Regions from separate parts of the Zea mays genome. Here region 2 is linked to region 1. Evidence: chromatin contacts called from public Hi-C data. All regions are on one chromosome and are shown on one strand. The core of a region is the stretch at or near the end of the contact, and the rest is flanking DNA. Distances in the headings are between cores, read along the strand shown.

What was found. A called contact is a pair of places that touch in the nucleus more often than the background predicts.
Region 2: a Hi-C map of tassel shows a contact between it and region 1, with 4 times the contacts expected there. The contact joins the promoter of LOC100278907 here to the enhancer-like site in region 1. A contact is called at or near these places in 3 of 25 Hi-C or Micro-C datasets (ear, leaf and tassel).

The regions. Positions count from the first base shown.
Region 1 is chr6:117,367,823-117,373,225 of Zm-B73-REFERENCE-NAM-5.0, reverse strand. No RefSeq gene overlaps it. Among protein-coding and RNA genes, the nearest start is that of LOC109940358, 68 kb to the right of the region's middle. Within about 2 kb of position 2,460, at least 16 of the 20 cell types and tissues checked have an H3K27ac peak or open chromatin away from gene starts, as enhancers often do. A contact at or near this core is called in ear, leaf and tassel, where this site is marked.
Region 2 is chr6:117,450,676-117,456,078 of Zm-B73-REFERENCE-NAM-5.0, reverse strand. It overlaps LOC100278907, which reads right to left and starts at 2,771. Exons shown (of 3, transcript NM_001360922.1): 1 at 2,188-2,771. The coding sequence starts at 2,682.

The sequences.
Region 1 (5,403 bases), core at 1,211-3,710:
TGAGTACTCCGAGTCACCAAACTCCTCCGATGGAGAAGTTGGCTCACGCTTGCGCTTGTTGTTCTTGCCCATGGTGGAAGCAGACGGGGGAGAAGTAAGGGAAGCAACAGAGAATAGCGAAAGATGTGAAAAAGCCAAAGAGACAACGACGTTATTTATAGAAGGAGAAGACAACCGCTCACCTCCAACCGCGGTCACTGAACAGTCGCAAAGCATTCAATAAGCACTTCAACTCGTCTGAAGACACGTCAGGCGGCTGACGCCGTTTCACGCAACACAACACTCATTGGGACTCCAGTCAACAGCGCGGAGGATATGATTACACTCGCCGTCACATCACATTACTACTCAGAAGCAGCCGGCTAAAACACTCAGCGTACCAAGCCGTCCCTTGCCCACACCCATTGGGGGGACACCCAGGAATTATCAGTATATTTTTCAAAACGGTCACATCTGTGCAGGGCACGCAGTGAATACCTCAAGACAAAAATGAGATATCGGTAAGGATCATAGGAAAGCCAAATATAGCCAGTGAAGTACAAAATATGGCCGACAGAGGCGACGTGAAGACTAGACAGAGAACGTCCATCAAACGTCCAATCAGTCACAGAGCAAATAAATTGCACTACCTAGCAGGATATGGATGGATTGCGAACTCGGCTGCTAAAGACAAAATATATGCTGACCTCTGAAGCAAAATATTGATGACATAATGCTGACCTCCAAAGCATAATGCGAATAGCTTCATGCCAATTCCTACAAACAGAAAGGATAATTTTCAGCAAAGAGACACGAAAGGAAGACCTTCGAATGGATTATCCTCAAAAATCCATTTGTAGGTCGGGGGCTACACCCATTGGGTGCACCTCCGGTGCACCCCATGGATTATCATTCCAAGCCAAGATAGTGCCGACTTCTAAGGCGCGGGACAAGATTAAAAGGCCAACCTTCAACCAAAACGCAGGAGTACTAATGGAAATAATTTCTGGGGAAGACCTTCGAGCAGATTGTTTTCTAAAAATCTACTCGAAGCTCGGGGGCTACACCCATTGGGTGCACCTCCGGTGCACCCAATGAAGTTCAGAATCCTACAAATTGAAATGCCGACTTCTAAGGCACAAGCACGAAACTAGGCTTCGGTCTACGAGTGATCAAAGCAGGAGAAGACAACAGGAAGTCATTTTCTTCAAATCACCTGCAAGCTGGACCTCGGATCTTTGGGCTGATTACCTCTAAATTAACCCAAAGATCGGGGGCTTGTGGGGGATAGATATCCCCCGGGTCCACTAAAAGAGTAAAAGACCTCACGAAAGGCCCAAGGGCCCAATAAATCGTAAGGTCATTCTTTCGTGGCCTGAGGAGAGACAACCAGCAAAGCAGATCGACATGAGGCTGGATTGGTGCAAACCCGGACGACCCGCAACGTCGAGCGAGTGACCGCAACAGAAATCCGACTTTCCCGCGCTGGAGCCCCCATGCAACGGAGCCATGCGAGGATAAGTCGGCAGAACTACATGGAGATGAACTCAAGCAGTTCACTATCTTTTAGCTACTCGTTGTTATCATATCCACATGTATTGCCCCACGGTCGAGTATATAAGGCCTAGGAGGCACCCCTTCAGAACGATCGACACTATTACTTAGCCGCCTACATCAACTCTCTGCATTCTTAATCCAGAGAGCTCTTTTGTAACCTTATCCACCAAGCATACTCACCAGGACGTAGAGTGTTATGCATCTCTAAGCGGCCCGAACCTGTAAACCCTGTCCACTGTCCCTCGTGCAATCGGCACGAATCATTTTGCTACAATTGTCGACACCGTCCTACTCCTAAAAACACCTCGAGGGGCAACCCCAGGTGTGCGGTCGGACCCAAAACACCGACAGTCACATTCTAAAAAAATAGCCTATTACAATAGTAAGATTCCAATTCCTTTAAAATGAAAGGAAACAAACGGGGCCTAACATTAAAGTTTGGGTGCAAAACTTAGATTAAAATTTTGAAACTAAAACTTAGATTCTAACAATGATTTCCTTCATAAAGTATATTTCCCTTTATAACTATATAAGTAAAGTACTCTTTAAAAGTATTTGGATTAAAATAATTCATGTTAAAGGAAATAAGTAATGAATTCTGAATTTTAGAATTCCAAAAGAGTGTCTTATTAAATAAGATACGTGTACGTGAATTATGTTTTAAAGCATGTGGCTAATTATATATTCAAATAAAATAAAAATCTTTTCATTACCATGTTGGAGTTTTATGTTGTGCATAATAATTTGAATAGAAACTTTAAACTCAGATTGGAAATTTGAAATAGGATTTTGAAATGAGAAGCTAACATAGAAAACAAACTAAAAGAAAAAGAAAAAAGGGAAAGTGAACTTAATTGTCGCCTGGGCCGCATTCCACCTCGTCGGGCCAGTTTCAAATCCACACCTCGCGTCCCCCTTGGCAAATAACCAGACCACTCCCGTCCAACTCGTTTTCTCCTTGGACGCGGGCTCTCGACCAAGCGGCTGATATGTGGGTCCGTGTGCACAACATATTCTTCCTCATCACGTTCGTTACGAACTGAACATGATGTCGGTGGTGGAAAATCCATATCTAGCCAGCCAAACACCGGGGCGAACTCTCCGGAGCAGGGGTATATAACCTGAAGCCCTCTCTGCGACTCCCTTGACCCTAACCCAACCTAGGTGCCAGTCAAGATGCAGGAACACAAACGTCTAGAGATTAGAACGAGCTAGGAGAGAGGAGAGTTGGGCCCTCGTAACACCCTAAATTTGGGGTATAAAATTTCTTTCCTAATATACACCAAATTCAGATGGTATTCTCTCATCTCTTTGCTTTACTTCTTTTTTTCCAAAAATAGAGAAATATTTTGTTTTATATTGGCGTAAACATAGTGGAATGAGCCCTAAAGACGATTTGGTTGTTGCATTCATGCAGTTGCACGGTGTTTCTAAGTGCAAAATGTGTTTAAAACATGTTAGTATATCCTATAGAAGCTCTCGGTAGATTTTATATTTTTCGGAGTATTTTTCTATTCTCCGGAAACTAAAATCTATTTATTTGAGATACTTAAAATGTTTTTAGAAACTATAAATATGTTTTTTGAGTTCATTAGGTGCCAAAACATTTCTAGGATTTTTTTAGAATTATTGGAAGCATCTATAGTTTTTTGAGCACAAAATATGGATTTCTAGGCTTTTCTGAATTAAAAAAAACGAATTTGACCCGAATTTTCATCTTGTCCGAACCCCAACTATATATATATTCCCGACTTCTCCTCGTCGAGCACATTCCGAATCACAAAACGTTTTCCTCATATTCAATTCCCGGCTCTCGGAATTGCTCGACGAAGTTCGGAGCGGTTCCAACTCCGATGGCGAGCAATTACTTTCGATCCGTGCGTCGTCGGTGGAATCCGAGGGTACCGTTGTGTTCGTCTCACCGAGAGCTTCGTCCCGATGCCTTCGATTCGTCGATCCGACCGACGGTTCGTACCCAATCCGTGTTTTTCTCCTTGGCTGCGACGAGGTTTTTTTCTCCGGTGAGCCCTTCCTCTATTGTTGGTCCTTTTCGTTCTTGTTTTCTTCGTCGTGTAGTCGTAGAGCCTCCCTCTCCCTAGGCCCAGCCACCCCTGGCTGAGCCCCTTGCCGCATCCCCTTCCCTCCCCTCGGCAGCCCCGCGCGACACGGCCGAGCCTAGCTCCCAGTGTGCGTGATGCCCAACCCAAGCGAGAGGTGGCCACCGAAGAGTGCCCCTGGTCACCGGCCAAGCCCCCCACACCCCCGCGCAGAGCCTCCTGGAACGTCAGTTTTGATTTCATGTACGTGAGAAGCGCGGACCGTCGACCTCAGGCGCGGACCGTCCAGTCATTGTAAAACCAGAAAAACCCGAAGGTGACGGATTCGCTAAAATTCATTTTTAGCGTCTTCGCGGACCGTCCGCGACTGATTTATCTGACATCTGACGACACATTAAATGCTCTATACCTGTTACTGCTGACTGTTGCGATTTCAGCGTTGATGTGCAGGGACGGACTGTCCGGACCAGGGGCGCGGACCGTCCGCGGTCGGCAGAAAAGAAGCAACGGCTAGGAAGTGGTTGGAGGCTATATATACAACTCCAACCACCTCCATTCATAACATCCAAGCACTCCACTCATACACATTCAATACAAGAGCTAGCAATCCATTCCAAGACACATTCAAAGCTTCCAATCTCTCCAAGTTTTCTAATTGAATACGGAACAGATAGAGAAAAATATTAGACATCGAATTCAGATACATTCAATTGACATCGACATTAAATTCAAATACGAATACAAATATCCATATTATCATTTTAACGAATACAAATACAGATGATTTGGATATCCAGGTATTCATATTCATCCTTAACTTTATAGTCCCTCAAGGCATACAATTTGATATTATTGCAGCCAGTATTCGTGCCTACTGTTTAGGTAGGTCAGGCACAAACAAAAAGAATACTGATAGATTTGCAATGTCTCAAATATTTTGTCATGTCTCACGTAGCCACTCATCATTACATATCAGATCTCAGATTAGGCAATACTCATCATCACATATCAGATCATCACAAATTAGATCATCACAATTCACATAACACATATTAATAATTTTGAACTGGTGCAATGGCTGCCTCGTTAAAACCTATCTAGGTAAAACTCACACCTCGTGAGAAACCCTAGATAGGAAAAGAGTACAACCCAACTCATTATTTTCATACTTTCATCACTTAGTTCATCACAGTGTTCATAGGGCATACTTCAGTAGCTCAGTTACATATGCACATGGCACAATCAAGCACATAACATATTAATCAAGGAACCGATCTTTGAAGGACCCCTCCAGGGTTTTATCTTCTGTTGTGTGCTTCATCCTTGCATCAGCTGCCTCCTAGTCCTTGAGCAAAGAAAGCATCTCCACCATTACCGAGCCGAGTCGACGTCACCACTCCTCGATGACCCTACCTACAAGACTAAACGCCGTTTCTGAACTCACAGAAGAGACAAGAACAAAAATTATATCTTTAGCTAAGATTCAAACTACTAGACATGTGAGTTTATGATCATGCCACCAGTCTAGGAGATTGAAGTCATCATCAAACTTCTAAATAGTGCCACTATCCAGATAAGTTGCAAGTACTTTTTGCATGAAGCAAAGCAGTAGCTGATGTTCTTCTTGAGATTTCAGGACCAAGGCTAGAACCAGTAGCAAGACCATAGGAATAATTGGCACCAAAGGCACCTTGACCATCACCTAGTCCCATTGAAGAACTAGTACCAATGCAATCAGCAACACCACCAAACACCAAATCCCAAGCATATTTGCTCGCACCTTCACCAGGGGTAGCATTTGAAGGCATCT
Region 2 (5,403 bases), core at 1,522-4,021, 83 kb before region 1:
GATTAGAGTAATATGTGTTTCTTACCAAATGGTTAATGGTTTTAATTTTGATGTGTAATCAGCACGTGTTGTTTGGTTCATATATCGTGTTCGTGCTTGTGCCTACCTCTCACTGATGTACTTGTTTTAATTTGATTATTAGATGTCTAAACATATATTGTGTTGATTGGGCCTCATATATTGTGCTGATTAAGTGATTATATACATATATTGTGATCTTTGTGTTCTATATGGGTCTGTATGTGCTGCGTGTGTCTCATATATTGTGCTGGTTAGATAATCTGGGCTCAATTCTTGATCCAAGTTAGCCAGACAAGATTTTGATTTTAATTCCAGAAATTCAGTTATGTTTGCACCCAAACAAGAATAATGAAATGAATCCGTTTCCAGCTGGTACAATTTTAGACGAATCAATTCCTAGAATCTGATTCATAGAAACTGATTCAATTCCAAGGAGCCAAACCAGCCCTAAAAAGACACAAATCTTAGTCGTATTCAACAAAAAGCATCACCGCACACTTTCAAAATAAGAGGTTCACAACTTAACATTATCTACATCCTGCTGTGTAATAAGAATGCATGACAAATCAGAAAAGATGAACAAACTATGTTTCCAAATGATATGATGAGGTGAGGGGACCCTTACTAAATTGCATGGTGTGAAAAGAAACCAATGCCCTTCTAGTTCGTTAAAAACATGAAAGTAAAAAAACAAATGCATAAACAAATAAACAATAATAAAGTGCATATTGCAAGTTTTGTAGGATCTATACGATTTTTCACACCTACCGGTTACATACTTAAAGAAGTTGCAACAACCACCTGATATACACTTTCTTTACCACTTCTTTGCTGTTGCTAATACATGCAAGATTTCTCCACGTTTTGTGAATAAATAACTAAACAGAGACATCAAGTACAAGGCTACAAGCATGCTAAATACTCAAGAACACGATGTAGTTCGGTGGTTCCTACCAGAAGCCATATTAGGAGAAACCACAAACAAAGAAAATAAAGCATACAAGAGACAAAGGCACGAGTATGCCCTTAGGCCTTAGGATGGAAAATGTCATAATCATTAAAAGGAAATAAACTCACAATCATTTAGTATAAAATTCTAATTCCATGTACATGTCCACATTGAAGCTCAGTCCACCACACAGATGACAGTCATACATGCAAGTGTGCCAAACTTATCAGCCAGCTCATCTTTGGGCCATATTAGATGTCCATGCAGCACTAGTTTTAATATTCTTTGTGTTTCTCTTAGCTTATCAATTTGGACACTCTAAATAATCAATCAGTGATGTTCTAATATAACTGGAATTCGGGGCTATGCTTCCATCTGCGAACTACACTAAAGCATTTCAAACCGAATGAGGCCTACTCCAGAATTTTCTATACCACTGCCACAAAATAATTATATTTAGTTTTTACTGCTCAACAGAAAATCATGGTGCATCACCCACGCAACAAAAAGCCGGAATAGGAACAGCACTGTACAGTGGCAACCTACAGATCAACCATATATCCAGTACAACATAAGTCAAACGAGTACCAGAAAATACTCAATTGCAAGGGTCGTACAGACAATACTATCACAAAACAAGGATTCAGCTTTTATGGCTGCATTTACTTGCTCGCTCTGAAAATTCAACAAAAGTAGGTGGAGAAGAAGATTTTTTTAAAAAAAAAAATGCAACTTACAACCAAGACTTAACAGCACACTACCAAACTACAATCGAACTACAGAGTGCTTAGCGGTAGACTATGAGTATCGAACTGTTTCTGATAGAAGGACCGATGATGATGTACATTGTGGAATATATATGGAAGGAGGGAGATGCTCCATAACCCACTCTTGCATTCTATCTGATGCTGTCAGTTTGTCAATGAAAGGCATGTAGTAATATTTAGCAATACTGGAAAGCACTGAAAACAGCTAATGTTAACCACACAAGGGAACGGACACATAATAGCTGCTAATCCACCAAAGATTTTTTTTATTAGGGACTAAAAGGAAGCGTTATTTGAGTCATTTGACGCAAGATCGAACGACGAGATCCAAGAAACCCAGAAAAAGGTGGAAAGAGAAGCATTAGATGATGCACGCATACAGACATCAAGCTGACCACTAGCGTCATCAAGTTGACCGGAAAAAAGCGACGCGGATGGCAAAGTTCATACCCGATCCGCATCCGCGGTGGGCGCCCTCCGCCCGCGGCGTCGGATCCGTCGGCCCGCGCCGGTGGCCCGGATGACGTCTTGGATCTCCCACAAGGTGGCGCCCAGCTGCCGCGCCGACGCGGCCGGCGCGCCCCTCCTCCCCGCTCCCGAATCCGCCTCCGCCAGCGCCTCATCCTCCGGCCGCGGCGGCGACGGCTCCAGCTTCCAGGACGGCGACGGCGTGGCGTGCCCCGCCTTCCGCCGCGCCCGTGCCCGCGCCTGAGCAGCCGCGAGCCCGCGCCGCAGCGACTCCTCCTCCTCCCCGCGGCGGCGACTAGGGCCGGGGGTGCCGTCCGGTTCTTGTGGAGGCCCCGCGGCGGCCGCGCTGCTCGGGCTCCTCGACCGCGCCTTACCGAAGGCCTCGAGAGTTGGCTCCCCGCCGCCACCGTTGCCGCGGCATTTCAGAAGCGCTGCTGCTACAGCGACCGCGGCAGCTGGTGGTGGCTCCACCTCCATGGTTGTCTGCCACTTTGCCTTTGCGATCTTGGGCGGGGCTCCCTCTTCCCCTGTGGCCCTGCACTGCTTTTCTTTCTAGTCTGAACTATAGAGCATTCTCTGCTCTCTCAGCTTCCTTGGCTTCTGCTGTCTCGCTATGTACAGTGCGAATCTGTGTGACCAGGCTCAGAAGCGGCGCGATGAATGTGTGAGAACTGAGAAGTCTGGCAACTGGCCAACTGGCCCGGAACCGGGATGGGGACTGGGCAGTGGAATAATGGGTCTGTTGACAGTTTTTTTTTTTTTTGGTTAAGGACTAGTTTGGGAACCTTATTTTCTCAATAGATTTCTCAAACTAGTTCTAAGAGTTTTTAATCTAAATTCTGATATAATCTAGTTGTCATAATAATCTAGATATCATTAGGCTTACGTGTTGAGGAACATGAAGTCTGTATGTTCACGTTTTAGAGGTTAGAAAACGACAAATTTCTCTCCTCTGAACGACTCGATTTACATTTATTTTGATTTAAGTGATTTTTATTGAATCGATTCTTACATAAACAAACTAAGAAGCGAAACAATTGGGTGTCAGAAGCCGATTCTCATGCCAGAAGGTAAAACAAAGTAGGCAAATATAGAATAATCCAGCGTGAGGAGCATGTGCTACGTGATTGTAGTTTCATATTATTTATTATAAATGATGTATGCAATAGATGAGCTACTGTAAGGAACTTTTGTATCTCGCATCTCTCAAATATACTAGAAGTTCATGAAGCCACTGCTTTTGTTTTCACTAGTTTCTATGCACACTATAAAAAGACGCCAGAGTTGTTAGAACCATATCAAATGAGACCTGAATATTACCAATGACTAAAGTCGTCTTCGATAGAATTTCTTCATCTTTTGTTGTATTTTTAACGCCATAGTGCCAAGGTTCACGAAGTTTTTCTCTCTTTTTGTTCACTGGCTACCACGGCTACTATAGCAATGGGTGGAAGTCAACTCCCCTCGGCACTGTCACATTCTCTATTATATCCGCTATTTTAAACTTAATTCCGTAAATAGTGTCATTTACAATACAATCCTCTATTTTCCACTATTCAGTAGATATTCAGTAGAGACAACCTTAGACGAAGACTTCATAAAACATGGCCTAAATTATGTTTCACCATCAATAAAGACTGATATATTTTAAAAATACTCTCTTCATTATAAATTATAAATATCTTAGTTGTTCTAGATATATTATTTTTATTATTTATAGATATATTGTCTATCTAAGTGCATAGACAAAGCTATATATAAAATATTAAAAAATAATTTATAATAAAGGAAGTATAATACACGATAGCTTGTCAAACTAACGGGTTCTCTTTTGCTATAGACAATTATATTAAGATTTGTAAGATGTTCTTAGATATAATAGATAGAAAATGCTATATCTTAGTATGGAAAAACAGAATAATTTTTATTTACTTTGATTGTGCACATCTATGATACAGTCAACGATAGGGTGGCCACCTCTAGAAGTTGTTAGGACCATAACTACATGTAGAATTAACTTGAGACTAACATTATTGTGTTATGAATCAATCGTAGTATTCTATTATGTCCTATTGTACAAATAGGTATTTCATCTTGTATAAACTTAATTTCATTGGATTAAATCATTTTTAATTTAAGTATAATTATTGGCATTCAATGCTGCACAATTTAAATTGTATTTAGCACAGCACACGTGTATTTAATCAAATTTTCATCACAGTCAAATTATTTAATACTATGTCTAAATTATACAACCAAATTATTTGAAAGTCATTTATACCAACTCTTAATATCAGTCACACCCCAAGGGTTGCACTCAAACTCTCTCAAGTGATCCAATAATCTACTTGAGTGTCACGGTCTTCTTTATACCAATAATATTCCGCTCGTAAGGAATCTCCATAAATTTGAGTTTCTTGCAGTCGTATGCAAAAATAAGAGTTACAACTCAAAGCACATCACAAGAGAGATGAGAGAGTACACACAAGAGCCTAAAGCAACCACACAAAACAAGAACCAAGATCACAAGAGCGTAATCACACAAAATAACAAGAACACCTCAAAACTGCGCTCGGATCTCATTAAAATCGCTTGAATGTGTTTGTGGCAGAATGTCGGGGTGATCAAGTGCTCTTGGTATCCTTGAGGTACCGAAGGAGGCCGACTAAGGGATCCTTTTATAGCCCAAAGATCCCCCATAGCTGTTGCCCCTTCCATGCAGAAGATGTTGTCTTGGGGGGCACCAGCCCAGACCAGTGCGTCACTGGACCAGGAATAGTAGCACCTCTCCCAAGATCTGACTGAGCACCTTCTTTAGCTGACTGGCACCAGACCGGTTCGGTGCACCATCAGACTAGGTGCCACGTCAACTAGTCGTTGGTCAGCGTGCGCCCGCAGGAAATAGTCGTTGCAAAGACCGGCTACTTAGAAGGTCCGGTAATTTTTATAAATAAAATCCCGAGACTTCAAAGTTCAGTCCTACAGGCGGTCTGATGCACACGGACCCGGTCCAATGCACGAGGTCTCCCAGTGCCTGAGTTTCAGACATCTGCAAATCCGGTTCGTTGCACCACCGAACCGGTTCGGTGAGGCCTATAACAGCCCAAGTAAGACTCTTTTGAGTTTATCTTCTTCAATCCTTTTTTTACTATTCTTAGGAGCTTCCCTACGACTTAGACAAATATCATTAGTACATAA